Linked DNA regions of Mus musculus: region 2 is linked to region 1. Evidence: chromatin contacts called from public capture Hi-C data. All regions are on one chromosome and are shown on one strand. Each heading gives the region's core, a stretch centred on a gene start, on an enhancer-like site or on the middle of the called end of the contact. The rest is flanking DNA. Distances are from core to core; before and after follow the strand shown. Region 1 overlaps Gm40361 (a long non-coding RNA gene). Region 2 overlaps Cog5 (component of oligomeric golgi complex 5).

The links. Capture Hi-C pulls out chosen DNA fragments and counts their contacts.
Region 2: a contact with region 1 is called in a capture Hi-C map of embryonic stem cells, with 4 times the contacts expected there. The contact joins two enhancer-like sites. A contact is called at or near these places in 1 of 484 Hi-C or Micro-C datasets (the Ba/F3 cell line), 1 of 115 datasets of contacts at active chromatin or transcription factors (embryonic stem cells) and 1 of 9 other capture datasets (embryonic stem cells).

What each region holds. Positions count from the first base shown.
Region 1 is chr12:31,109,233-31,113,799 of GRCm38.p6, reverse strand. Gm40361 (a long non-coding RNA gene) reads left to right here. Exons shown (of 4, transcript XR_872642.1): 3 at 183-278. Among named protein-coding and RNA genes, the nearest start is that of Gm40361, 11 kb to the left of the region's middle. Within about 2 kb of position 2,064, at least 1 of the 459 cell types and tissues checked has an H3K27ac peak or open chromatin away from gene starts, as enhancers often do. A contact at or near this core is called in embryonic stem cells, where this site is marked.
Region 2 is chr12:31,895,567-31,899,548 of GRCm38.p6, reverse strand. All of the region lies in intron 18 of Cog5 (component of oligomeric golgi complex 5), which reads right to left. It also overlaps the pseudogene Gm35666. Among named protein-coding and RNA genes, the nearest start is that of Hbp1, 53 kb to the left of the region's middle. Within about 2 kb of position 2,433, at least 101 of the 459 cell types and tissues checked have an H3K27ac peak or open chromatin away from gene starts, as enhancers often do. A contact at or near this core is called in embryonic stem cells, where this site is marked.

The DNA.
Region 1 (4,567 bases), core at 815-3,314:
AATTTAAAAAAGTGATGTTATTCATTAACTAATCAATGCCAGCAGTGTATACACATCATCATTAGAAACATTTTTATATGAGAAAGATAAAATGAGGAACAAAGTTTTTTGACAACTATTTTAATTAGTTAAAAAACAATTTTACTTCTGATCTCAGTTTCCCCTCCTTCTTCTCCTTTCAGATCTTCCCGAGAGTCAGAAACAGCCCTACTCCTGCTGAGAGGAGTCCCACATGAAGACCAAGCTACGCAACTATAGCATATGTGCAGAGGGCCTAGGTCAGTCCCATGCACTCCGAGTCATGATTTCTGTGGACTCAGAAGCTTTGGACCAACAAATGGTGTAGCTTTCTCTCACACTTTAACCTTCAGATTTGCCTAAACTACCTTCCCCTGTTGGCTTCTTCCAGTGATTGCGATGTCCACTATCAGAAGGACTGAGATCTGCATTCAGATGAACTGAGTTAAAATGCAGGCTTGCTCCAAAAATGTACTTCTAAAACTGCGCTTTGGGAATACAGTTATGTACACACAATCTCAGCTTCAAGGGTAGTCAGTGTGAAATGCTGGTAAGATAAATGATCAAAATGTCCAGGGGCAGGTCACTTGCTAAAACAGTAAATAACATCATACTGCAGAGTCTATGCTGTGCTTGACAGGTGTGTGGGAAGGGAATGCCTGGCACAGGCGGAAACCAAAACACCAAACAAACTGGTAAAGCCGTGTTGCCAGTGTTGCATTGTCCTTGTTCTTCAAACGAAAACTACAGCTGGTTTTTGCTACTTTCTGGGTTCTTCCTTCTCCCACCCATTATCCCCCCAGTTTCACACTCTCTCTCTAGAAAGGAGAGAAAGATGGATAGATGTGTATGAGAGAAAGATCTGTGAGTATAATTTCTTTCTTCTTGTTTCTTCTTTGTGCATGACTACTAACAAACTACAAATACTCCCCCTCCCAGCCCCCGAAAGACCATCAGCGACCAGCCCTGCCTCTCAGGGCCCTGTCATTTGTGTACGCTCTGACAAGTTCCCAGGATTCCAAATGTCACGCAATCACGGAAGCTATCTGCAGCTCGCTATGTATTCAGCTCTGGGAGAGGAGGAACAGGTCACAGCCAGCTGCTGTAGACAACATCCCCAGACTCCCACAGCTGGGATTAAAATGAAAACATATTCTTATAATATTTGTTTTTTTTTTCAAGAAACCAAAATTCCAGAATTGTCACTACATTCCGCCCCGCCCCTGCTTCTGTATCAAGCCATTAATTGGGTTGTAGCGGAGAAATTAGAAACAGAGACGTTTTCAATGAAATAAGTGCTTTTCGGGTCAGTGGCCAAGTTTTTTCAGGAGGCCTTTCCTGCTCAGTTCAGTTTTATCAGTTTTGATGATATCCACAGCTTTTCATTTCCTGAGGAAATATAAACAAATCTACATTCCCAATGGAACACCTTTGCTGGTTTCCGTTCTGATGTTAACATATCGTTATAGTATATGGGCTGATTTCATTCCACAGGTTTTTTTTTTCTCTATAATCCAGTGTCTCTCAGCTGCTGTTCTTCCTTTCTCATTAACATTCAGAAAATTCAAAGTGAGCAGAGCATTATTTTGTCTGTCCCTGGGGTCTTTATGCTCCCTTTAACTTTTATAAGCATTTCCTCTAAGGTGCAATTGGACTGCATAGGGGTGTGTGGTGTACCTGTAATGTGCTTTATATTACAGTATGCCATGTTCTTTGATCACCCACAATGACATAATCTCAGCATTAATATATAGTGCTACAATTTCTACTGGATTTGTTCCTGACAATTGACATAGTCTTATTCTACCTTTTATGATTAAAGAAGCAACTTTTTCTATGAAAGTCTTTAATTTCTTACTTTGTTTGTGTGCTAAAAAAAAGTTCATTCCGCCGAGCAGCACCGGGTAGCTAGGGCGCACAGTCATCTGACTCCCGCCAGCTACCCACAACACCCGCCAAGCGATCTTAAGACTTCTGGTGAGTGGAACACAGCATCTGCTCCAATCCAATCGTGCGGGACCTGAGACTGAATTAGTCAGGGAAGCAAAAACCCGGTCTGAGTAGGGGCACAAGCCCCTTTCGGTCCGAGCAGCACCAGGGTAGCTAGGGCGTACAGTTGGCTGACTACCGCCAGATACTCACAACACCAGCCACGAGATCTTAAGAATTCTGAGGATTGGGATCTGCCCGGCACGGGAGTGCTTTGCCTGAGCATCAGCAGCAGACATCTCGGTTCCGGGACCCCGCCGAGTGTATCCTGCACAGACAGCTGGCCATTTTCCCGGCCAGAGGATAGGGATCTGCCTGGCATGGGAGCATTTTGCCTGAGCATCAGCAGCAGACATCTTGGTTCCGGGACCCCGCCGAGTGTATCCTGTACAGGCAGGTGACCATTTTCCTGGCCAGAGGATAGGGACCTGCCCGGCACAGGAACGCTTTGCCTGAGCATTGGCAGCAGACATCTTAGTTCCGGGACCCTGCCAAGTGTACCCTGCACAGACATCTTAGTTCCACGACCCCACCGAGTGTATCCTGCACAGCTCTAGAGATTACCAGATGCCGAAAGGCAAACGTAAGAATCCTACTAACAGAAATCAAGACCACTCACCATCATCAGAACGCAGCACTCCCACACCACCTAGTCCTGGGCACCCCAACACAACCGAAAAGCTAGACCCGGATTTAAAAGCATATCTCATGACGATGGTAGAGGACATCAAGAAGAACTTTAATAACTCACTTAAAGAAATACAGGAGAACACTGCTAAAGAGTTACAAGTCCTTAAAGAAAAGCAGGAAAACACAACCAAACAGGTAGAAGTCCTTATAGAAAAACAGGAAAACACATCCAAACAGGTGATGGAAATGAACAAAACCATACTAGACCTAAAAAGGGAAGTAGACACAATAAAGAAAACTCAAAGTGAGGCAACGCTGGAGATAGAAACCCTAGGAAAGAAATCTGGAACCATAGACTCGAGCATCAGCAACAGAATACAAGAGATAGGAGAGAGAATCTCAGGTGCAGAAGATTCCATAGAGAACATCGGCACAACAATCAAAGATAATACAAAACACAAAAAGATCCTAACTCAAAACATCCAGGAAATCCAGGACACAATGAGAAGACCAAACCTACAGATAATAGGAGTAGATGAGAATGAAGATTTTCAACTTAAAGGACTAGCAAATATCTTCAACAAAATTATAGAAGAAAACTTCCCAAACCTAAAGAATGACATGCCCATGAACATACAAGAAGCCTACAGAACTCCAAATAGACTGGACCAGAAAAGAAATTCCTCCCGACACATAATAATCAGAACAACAAATGCACTAAATAAAGATAGAATATTAAAAGCAGTAAGGGAGAAAGGTCAAGTAACATATAAAGGCAGACCTATCAGAATTACACCAGACTTTTCACCAGAGACTATGAAAGCCAGAAGAGCCTGGACAGATGTTATACAGACACTAAGAGAACATAAATGCCAGCCCAGGCTACTATACCCGGCCAAACTCTCAATTACCATAGATGGAGAAACCAAAGTATTCCACGACAAAACTAAATTCACCCATTATCTTTCCACGAATCCAGCCCTTCAAAGGATAATAACAGAAAAAAACCAATACAAGGACGGGAACCACGCCCTAGAAAAAACAAGAAGATAATCCCTCAACAAAACTAAAAGAAGACAGCCACAAGAACAGAATGCCAACTTTAACAACAAAAATAAAAGGAAGCAACAATTACTTTTCCTTAATATCTCTTAATATCAATGGACTCAATTCCCCAATAAAAAGACATAGACTAACAGACTGGCTACACACACAGGACCCAACATTCTGCTGCTTACAGGAAACCCATCTCAGGGAAAAAGACAGACACTACCTCAGAGTGAAAGGCTGGAAAACAATTTTCCAAGAAAATGGTCTGAAGAAACAAGCTGGAGTAGCCATTCTAATATCAGATAAAATCGACTTCCAACCCAAAGTTATCAAAAAAGACAAGGAGGGACACTTCATACTCATCAAAGGTAAAATCCTCCAAGAGGAACTCTCAATTCTGAATATCTACACTCCAAATGCAAGGGCAGCCACATTCATTAAAGACACTTTAGTAAAGCTCAAAGCACACATTGCACCTCACACAATAATAGTGGGAGACTTCAACACACCACTTTCATCAATGGACAGATCGTGGAAACAGAAACTAAACAGGGACACAGTGAAACTAACAGAAGTTATGAAACAAATGGATCTGACAGATATCTACAGAACATTTTATCCTAAAACAGAAGGATATACCTTCTTCTCAGCACCTCACGGGACCTTCTCCAAAATTGACCATATAATTGGCCACAAAACAGGCTTCAACAGATACAAAAATATGGAAATTGTCCCATGTATCCTATCAGACCACCATGGCCTAAGGCTGATCTTCAATAACAACATAAATAATGGAAAGCCAACATTCACGTGGAAACTGAACAACACTCATCTCAATGATACCTTGGTCAAGGAAGGAATAAAGAAAGAAATTAAAGAC
Region 2 (3,982 bases), core at 1,184-3,683, 790 kb before region 1:
TATAGTCACTATAAGGTGACCTAGTCTTAGCTCAGTCGTAAGTCAGGTGGAGATGATAATACGTGCTTGGTATAATTACAGAAGCTACATGTATAGACTCTGCTTGCATGACACAGAAGTACTCAGTGCTAAGCTGGTGCTGACACATGGCTCAGGGGTTAAGGACTCTTGAAGAGGAGCAGGGTTTAGTTCTCAGCACCCACATGGTGGCTCACAACTGCTTGTAACTCCACTGCCAGGGATCTGGTGACCCCTTCTGTGTTCCTTCCGCAGACACGCAGATGGAGCATATATATACATGAAGGCAAATGCTCAAACACATAAAACGAAAACAAAATAGGTCTTTAAAAGTTCTAAAATTATCAGTATTTAATTTTTTCTTATTTAAACTATTAATATAATTAATATATTATTAATTATAATTAATATAATCTGTCCCCATGCAAGAAATTAGCAAATGTTGGTTTCACTTCCTTTTATTTTCCTGCTTTGACTGGAAACTCTACTTGACATTAATGGCTCCTGGTTCTTTATCTACCGCATGCTCAGGCAAATTGTTTGCCATTTCTGGTACACAGAGGAAACTGGTCCTCCAAGCTCACTAAAAATGTGCTCCATATAAAGACAAGGTTAGAAAGCGGCTGAGGGCAAATTATTCCCCAATAGTGCAGTGTCTTTATTTAAGAAACACACAGGGAAGCAAGTCACTGGATCAGCGCCCTCATGAAACAGCACTCAACACTCCTTGCCAATGGGGGCCCCAGACGCTTAATCAATCGTCATTTGGGCAGCAAGTTCTACTCCCGACTCACAGCCAGGTGCCACGTTATATGTGAGCATGAGGCAGGGAATTAGAAGGAGATTGTCTCTCTTTTAAGAATTCTCATATTTAGTGAGGGTTTTTTTTTAATGTAACTATTCAACAAGATCATAGACCATGTATAAATGTGTACATGAACACACAAATATCCATGCCCAAATAGCTTTATAATGTTGTTAAATGTTAGTTGTACTGCTGAAATAGATACAGTACGCATACAGAAGTCCACAGACTTGTTACTAGGCCATGAGAGCACACCGAGAGGCCTGCAGCGGGTTCTGAGACGCGCAGGGCAGCCTCCTTGTGATGCTTTTGTGTTAGGTCAGTGCCAATCTTCTGGTACTAAAGACTCAAAATAAACACCAACATTCAGAATAAACACTAAGTCTTAAGGGGAAAATCTTACATGATTAGAAAACTCTAAAATACAAAGGCTAAAGAAATAAAAATTTAAAGAAGAAAATGCCAGTGTTCTTGCTGACAAGATAAGAACAGCTGGGGACCACTGTTCTCAAACCCAGGTCAGGGCTGATGGGCTAGTCTTCGGGCCTTGTTGGGAGTTCTGGTCTCCATCAGAATCGAACAGTTGCTCTGCACTGAACACAAGTAACTACGTAATCGGCACAAGCTTCTGATTGGCTAAGTCTATCCCACCAATAACTGTGGTGTGCATATACGGGTTTCCAAGCACATATTCTGTGATGTAATTTCTATGACATATTTTGGTCATCTTTTTCTTCCTATTACCCTTGTGATTCATTCAAAGATCAACCCAAACAGCCTTTGACCTAGCCTGGAGTAAGACTAAATGTTAAAACAATTAAATAGCTATGGAAAAGTTCCTGTATGAAAGATTATCGCCTCAAATGACTGTGAGCTCTGTGATGACACAGACAGATTTCAAAGGCTAAATCTTTCAGATAAATTTTTAATCTATAATGACCCCCGAGGGACTGAAAAGTCATTTCCCTTTAAACACTGAAGTCCATGCTTGAAGGCGGAGTTCTGTGCTGGAGGAGTCTGCGGGGTTACAGATGGACACACGGTGGTAGGCCTCTGGGCTGCTGCCCCACCTGGCTGCTACTCAGTACCCACCAGGCACGTGGTCAGCCACCGGACACACCTACATGTTTCAGGGGTGTTCGTACACTGACAATGGACAAGAGAAAAAAGGCAAGAGGAGTCAGAACCAACAGTGGTTTGCTTTCCTTCCTAACTCACACTTTTGAGGCAGTGTGGGAAAGATAAAAATGTATCCTTAAAGGGCACCAGAAAATGTATGAATAGAAACTGCTAGGAGCATCAGTAAAGGATTTAATTCCAACTTCAATATCTGTTCTTTTCCTCGGAGGAAAAAAGAGAGCTGAGTGAGGCACAGGGGGATGGCGCTTCAGCAGACAGTGGGCATGTCTGCCCTGAGTGGGACTAGGCAGAACCCTGCGGGCGTGGACAAGCTCAGGGCTTTTTGAACTGCTGTGTGATTAGTGTAGACAAAGAGGCAATGTGGTCCCAGCAGGAAATTAATTACCTGTAGGAAGCCACCTCATGCTCATGACCTAATTCTTAGGGGACCTATGCCGCGCACTTCCCTCAGTAAGAGCCCTCCAGATGGCAGCCTGCAACTACCTTTTCTCTGCACTGGCGCCCTGTGGAGGTCAGGATTGTTTCAAGAGTCCTTATGACGCTTCACTTATTGTCTTTACTGCTAAACTTCATGTCAAAATCTACCCAAATTCCTTCTGTTGGCCTTTTCTTGAGCTCTGCTTTCAGCCAAACAGCAGGGACTTTCATCACAGGAACCCTTTGCAAAGACACAGAGAACCCTGTGCTTTGGAGCCCAGTAACCTCAGTGGCCTGGTTTAATTGTGATTACAAATCGACAGACCTTTCAGTTACTCGCCAGTTAAAAGGCTCTGGTCCCCAATGGCTGCCTGTGAAGCAGACACATTTCAGGGAAATGTTATTTGAGAGTTTTGACTAATCCAGACAAAACATTTCCAACCAAACGGGACTCTGAAAGCTGGGGTTCACACACAATTACAGTTTTGATCTAGTGAAATCAAAACCCCAGTTCAAAGTTTAATTAGAAAAACAGTGGAGTCCTGATTCTGACCTAACACCCGGGAAGGGTTTGCTAATACTACTGGACGCAAACGCCACGCTTCAACGTGTCTTTCCTGAGCCAGGCTAAGAGGAATGGTAGGATCTTGTTAAACTGGGTCACACTGTGGAGCAGCAAACCAAGGGTAGGTGCAGGGGCTGAGCCTCCACAACTAAACCCTACAGCACTGCTATAAAGTCCACTCAGCACAGAGAAAACACCATTTCTAAACACAAGAATCTGTCAAACATAAGTAACAGAGTTTCATTTATCCTGAGGAGGAAATGGCTTCAGAAGGTACTATGTCTTTAAAAAGAAAGGGGGTGGGGGATGGAGATACAATTCTGAGTGCTGCAGCTCACCCCACCACTGGAGGCTGTGCACTGTGAGCCAGGGTTAGCTGCAGTGGGGGGCTGCCATCTTTCAAGAGAACACATCATTACAATAAGCAAGCCTCCCTCTCCTATGGCACTCACTCTGGCCATCTCCTGCTCAGCTGCCATTCTAATTGGACTTGAAGTGCTGCCTCCAGGAAAGTGACTCAAGGACCAGCTGGAGAAGAATGCAAATAAGCTGGTGGGGGAGGGAGCCGCAGAGGAGGAGGAGAGGAGACAAACAAAACCTAGGAGAGGGCCAGGAGACAGACCTATCAGAGATATTTTTAAGGAGTAAGACAGGTCCTTGGACACACGGACACAACTGCCTCCATAAGTCATTATTCAGAGAGAAGGAAGGTGACAAAAATGGACAAGGTTAAACCATTTGAATGGGAGCATTTAATTTCTTTTCTCACATGTACCTATTAAAGGTATCTTTTCCAAAGGAAGGTTTATTTTGTGTAGTTTCACAGCCTCATTTGCGGAATGAAAATAACTGCTTGATCAATTACAAGCAAGGAGCTTTTGAAAGCCAGGTTTGGGCCTTAAGTATGCTGCAGGGTGGGAGCACCTGGCAGCCATGACCCTGAGCAGGAGGCCCAGGGCATGCTCTCAGACACACAGGGACTCAGTGCTGACAGGAGTAATTATCTGTATGTCCAAGGACGACCGGGCAGACTGCAA